Linked DNA regions of Hordeum vulgare: region 1 is linked to region 2. A link is a contact called in public Hi-C data. All regions are on one chromosome and are shown on one strand. The core of a region is the stretch at or near the end of the contact, and the rest is flanking DNA. Distances in the headings are between cores, read along the strand shown. Region 1 holds the start of LOC123440117 (protein PLASTID MOVEMENT IMPAIRED 2-like). Region 2 holds the start of LOC123441833.

Region 1 (2,700 bases), core at 171-2,670, 340 kb before region 2:
GCTCGGCCTCCGCAGCCTGCAGCAGCGCCCTGTCCTCCGCCTCTTCTTTCTTCTGCCTCGCCGTCGCGGTGGCCTCCGCCGCCCCATCGTTCGGGACGTGGTTCTTCTCCATGGCGCGCACCAGCTCCATCTCGCCCTGCAGGACCTCCACGTCGGCGTTCGTGTCTTCCAGCTTGGCCTCCAGCTCCCTCGCGCGGCTCACCTCCCTGCGCGCCTCCTTCACCTTTGCCCTGGCGGCCTCGATCTCCCTAGCGAACCGCTCTGCCTCGGCGACGTGCTGGGCCTCCAGCTCGCGGCGCTCCCGCTCGGCCTCGATGCGCGCGAGCTCCACCAGGACGTGCTCCTCGTTGGCCTCGTCCACGCGCCGCTTCATCTCGTCGGCGGCCTGCAGGTTGGACTGGATCTTGCACACCGTCGCCACGACGTCGCTCTCGGCCTTGGCCTTGGCCTCCGCCGCGGACTTCACCTCCAGCTTCAGCTTGCGGAGCTCCCTCTTGACGCGGTCCAGCTCTTGCGACACCTCCGCGTACTGGGCGTCCGATGCCTCCTCGGCGCCATTCTTCCGTGCCCACGTTGCTTGCAGTTGCAGCCCTGACCTCTGGGACGTCGCCTTGGCCTTGGTCTGGTCGATTTGCCGCTCCAGCTCCTTGGCCATGGCTCGTGCTCTCGACAGCTCCGACTCGGCGCCGGCTCGCTCGTTATCCACGGACGCCTTGCGTTCGTTCAGCTTGTCCATGTCGGATTTCGCTACTTGTCTCATTTCAGAGGACAGTTTCTGCATACAACAAGGTAGATATGAGCGACAATCAAACATTACTACTAAACTACTTGATGGGATGGCAAGAAACAGGGAAGATAATGTCAAGTCTTCCATGGATTTCGGAATTGAAAGAGTACCTCTTGAGCTCTGTTCTTGTCTGCCTTTCTCCCACTTATGCTCTCGCCAAAGATGCTCATTGTGGCTCTCACTGATCCACCATCCATGGTAGCCTCCATTGTGCTCCAAATGACGCAACCTAGCAACAAGAGTATACAAGCTACTAGTATATCCTCACCAGACAAATTTGTAGGTTCACAGCGACACAGACGATTGGAAATGCTTATTTGGTTGGAGGGGGAAGAAGTTGCAAAGGGCAGAGGGGAATTTATGTGCTGCTAAACGAGGACAAGTGTTTCAGCCTCAGCTCTATCCTTGTTGGCAGGACTCGGAGGAGCTCACTACCACACAACACGACTGCTCCCGTTTTATCCACCTCGTCCTTGTCCCTGCCTCCCATCACGTTTTGCTAATATTGTCTCTAGCAATTAGTAGCTGACAGCTCCCTCTCAATTTAACTCGCCGTTTCGCTTGTACTCCCTCTGTTTCTTTTTAATCCGCATATAAGATTTTAATCAAAGTCAAACTTCATAAACTTTGACTAAATTTATGGAATAAAATATCAACATTTATAATATTGAATCAATGTTAGTAGATGCCCCATAATATTAATTTTCATAACATATAGTTTAGTATTATAGATGTTGATATCTTTTAATATATATATGATTAAACTTTGTATCACTTGACTTTGATCAAATCTTATATCAGACTAAAAAAACAAAGGGAGTACAACTACTTCTGTGGGGCTTTGGTGTAAAAAGACAATGGGATTTTTGGCGATGTCTTTTGGCCACATAAGTTGCAAGTGGCTCGTGTTGCATTACGTCGATCGGACAACTGCTGTATTTCGAAGGTAGACTTTTTTCGATTAAGAAAATATATTAACTAATATCTGTGATATATCAATGGGACCGGCTAGTGGTTAGTCGACTGAAAGTAAATTTTGCGTCAGTCAACTGACCACAAACACGATTCAGTCCATATGTGCGTAGGAACGCTTCTTACTGTAGGCGGAACATCACGTCCATGGCACGATGCATGCAGCTAGCTAACATGAGACAGCTATGATAGTTAGTTACTGCTTGTCCATTGCACGGAACATCCAGCACATTTGATTATAATAATACCTATAATATACTACTAATAAAAAAAGGTATTTTTAGTCTGTTATTAAACTTGGCTATGAAAAATTGGCTAATCCCCAGACTGACGCACCATCAGAATAGAATCAACCAAAACAAATTGAGGAATTAAGATCCGCCAGGTGCACCTGGCAGGCGAGTCGAAGGTCATCGCATAGATACAGGCGTGCTTCGTACCGCCGCCGGATATGCGGACGCCGAAACCCGTCATTCAGCGGTGCCGCAGGCCTGCAGAGGCTTATTCCACTAACTGGTCGCTCCTGGAGGGAGGCAAGGTCGTCAGTGGAAGGGGAGGTGTGCACGTGAGGATGAGGTCGCTGGGGGATGCAATGCCGTGGGGAGAAGAAGTCGCATGGGTGTTGCAAGACTCTCGGAAGAGGTGAGGTTGCAAAGGGGAGATCAAGGTAGGAGGAGCTAGCAGGCAGCTAGGAGCAGTGTTTCATGGCCGTGACCATGATGCGAGAGGGCACAAACAACGGGGCTGAGGGTGCAGGAAGACTGTTCATTGCTAGCAATTTGGATAGAGGGCTACACTACGGCTCTGCCTGCGGCTGCTTTTCTCTTGAAGTTGCGGTGTTGCGATTGCTTGCTGTGGCACGAACAGACAGAGTGAGAGGGAATTTTAGAGAAAAAAATAACGTTGTTTTGGGTCATGTCGTTCTTGCTTGTTCAGTGCTA
Region 2 (2,700 bases), core at 18-2,517:
AGTTATTATCTGGATTTGTTTCGCCTACGGCTTATTTTTGTCTATTTTACTGTTTTTAAAGGTGTTCATATGATAGGATGTATGTATGTGCGTTAATATGAATGAATGCAGGTGTCTATGTATGGGTGTCGTCATCTGTACTGTCTTGGAAGAAAAAAAAAAGGCATGGAACTTTTGAAGTTTCTTAGAAGAGTGGTTTTCTTTGTGCGGTCGTAATCACAGTGATGCACCGATGCCTGCCAGCCAATTAGTTTTTCGTGTTGTGCAGTACTTTGGCCATTCATTGCCAATGCTGCCGTCCCCGTCGATGAAGGCCTGAGAGTAAAGTAGCGAGAGCAGGGCTTCGCTTTGGTTGCAGCTGAGCAGAAGCAAAAGGTAGGAGGGCCCTGACCCTCATCTTAAGGTACTAGTAGGTGACACTGTGACACTGACAAAATAAAAGCGAGCGCCGGCCACCAGCAGGCAGCAGCCCAGCAACGTGGACAGAGACGCCGGTGGCAGAGCGAACGGCCTCGTGCCGGGCACCGCGGGCCACACACACATGCTCCCGTCCCGTATCGTCTCTCGTGCCCTCCCCGGCGCCCACCGTGCGGCTACGTCCAGTCCCACAACCACAGTCCCAAAATAATGCTTCATTAATCTGTATGCACACCTGGAACGGATTTGAGCGTCTTGACCAAGTTTCTCAGTGGCTGACTGCGACTGAATAGCGCGTCCTACCAGACAAAATATCCCGGGCAGGCACTACCACCATCCGATCAGATCATACTTTACTTTTGTTCGATTAATAAGAAAGGAAGATCTTGCAACTGTGATGCTTCGCCAACAGCTGTCCTTGTCCCACTTAACCATCTTTCGGTTCGCAAATTAAATAAAAGAGACCCGGACCCGAACAACACCTTAATCAATCTCTTAAGACGAATAGTCCGATGAAATGACTCGAGGTCGGCTCAGTGGCTACCCTAGCGTTAGCTTCCTTTCGAATTATTTATCTCCTATACCAGTAACCAACGGCAAAATGATAGGGAAAAAATTAAACGGCGAAAGCGAACGGGGAGAGGAAACCACACGAGACGCTTTTGCGAGCACCACAATTTAAATCCGAGGGAGGGAGCAGACAAAGTTTCTCGAGAGAGAGGGAGAGAGTTTCCTCCCTCCCACGACCCGCACCCGCACCCGCCCGTGCCACCCACAACACCACACCACGCCACCCCACGCCTCCCGTTCGAATCTCTCGCACGAAACCCAGAAGCCAAGGACAAGTGAATGGCCGCCGCCGAGCAGGAGGCGGACGCGCGCAAGAAGCCGGCGGCAGGGAAGCGGTGGGACGGCGCGCGGGGACGCGACCGCGACGCGTCGCCGGCGGCGCCGCGCGAGGACGCCGGGAAGGAAGGGGCGCTGGCGGAGTGCGCCGTCTCGTGCTGCGTCTTCTGCGCGTGCCTGCCGGTGGCCGTGCTCTGCTGCGTGGCGCGCGCGCCCGTCCGCGCCGCGCGCCGGTGCTGGCGGCTCAGGCGGCGGAGGCCCGCGCGGCGCCTCGCGCCGGGAGGCTCGTCGTCCTTCTCCGACGCCGAGCTCGGGGACCTCCGGCAGGGGCGGGTGCGGACAATGGCCGACGAGGACGGATCGCCGCCGCCGCCGCCGCCTCCGCGGCAACCGCCCCCTCGGGATCGGGAGGAGGACCGGAGGAGGTAGCGAGTTGGTTAGTTAGCCTGGTTGATTTTTCGCCGGCCCAGTTTTGCTGTGATCTGCCGAGTAGGATGAGCCGTTTCGATCTGCCTCCGGCCCTCTCTCTTTTTTTTCGCTTTCCTTCCTTCTCTTTCTCGCCGTCGATTAGCTCACGCCGATGATTAGCCGGAAATTTCGGCAATGAAGCAAGGTCGCTGCCCAGGACGCAGCACCACATTACCTTGTCCAGATTTTTCAGTATAGACTAGTAGATGATTTATCCCCGCAAAAGAAACAGGGTGGTGATTTATTGATTTGACGGTTGCACCAAAAACAAAGCCGCATTACTATCTTCTTATGTCTCCGATCACCATCAGGTTCTGCCCTAGAAACACAACACTGGTAGGATGGTATCACAGGATTTATCTCGTGGCAAGCTGGTGAACCGCGAGTCGGCAGGAACTGGTGCCTCACCACAACACTGTAGGAGAAAAATGATCCGTTACAAGTGGTCAAACATGCGAGCCCTTATTAAACAGCATTTTAATTCTCTCTTTCAGTGAGAGGCCACTGTAATTAGTACTGGTATTAAAAAAGGGGGTGTCTGACACGGCAAGCAGTTAACTCTATATGTATTGCCATCCCCACGTGGACGATCAGGATGAGTGTGTTAAAGAAACTAACTGCCTGCCGAAAGGTGCTCCAGCAGAATCCAATCCTTGATTCGGAGCATTGGGACAATTCCAACTTTCTTTTTGCGGGCGGGGCAACTCCAACCGATCACCAAATCATCCGTAAGAGTATGTCTAATAGAGCCCTTAAATCCTAAAAAAAACAGAAATAACCGTAGAAGTAAGGATTGAGGGACAAAATCTACCCCAACCCTCACTTTGATCCGGCCACGCGTAGAAGGGAAACTTCCCGTCCCCAACCTCCTCCCGCACCTTCCTCAAGCCGCCTCCGACCACATCTCGGGACGCCGCCGCCGTCCTGCCCCCGAGCTCCTCCACCGCCGCCGGCCGCATCTCGGGCCGC

What was found. A called contact is a pair of places that touch in the nucleus more often than the background predicts.
Region 1: a Hi-C map of leaf shows a contact between it and region 2, with 4 times the contacts expected there. The contact joins the promoter of LOC123440117 here to the promoter of LOC123441833 in region 2. A contact is called at or near these places in 3 of 6 Hi-C or Micro-C datasets (leaf and seedling).

Annotation. Positions count from the first base shown.
Region 1 is chr3H:442,906,792-442,909,491 of MorexV3_pseudomolecules_assembly, reverse strand. LOC123440117 (protein PLASTID MOVEMENT IMPAIRED 2-like) reads right to left here and starts at 1,420. Exons shown (of 2, transcript XM_045116696.1): 1 at 898-1,420; 2 at 1-775. The coding sequence starts at 996.
Region 2 is chr3H:442,564,690-442,567,389 of MorexV3_pseudomolecules_assembly, reverse strand. It overlaps LOC123441833, which reads left to right and starts at 1,267. Exons shown (of 1, transcript XM_045118045.1): 1 at 1,267-1,999. The coding sequence starts at 1,267. The coding sequence ends at 1,692.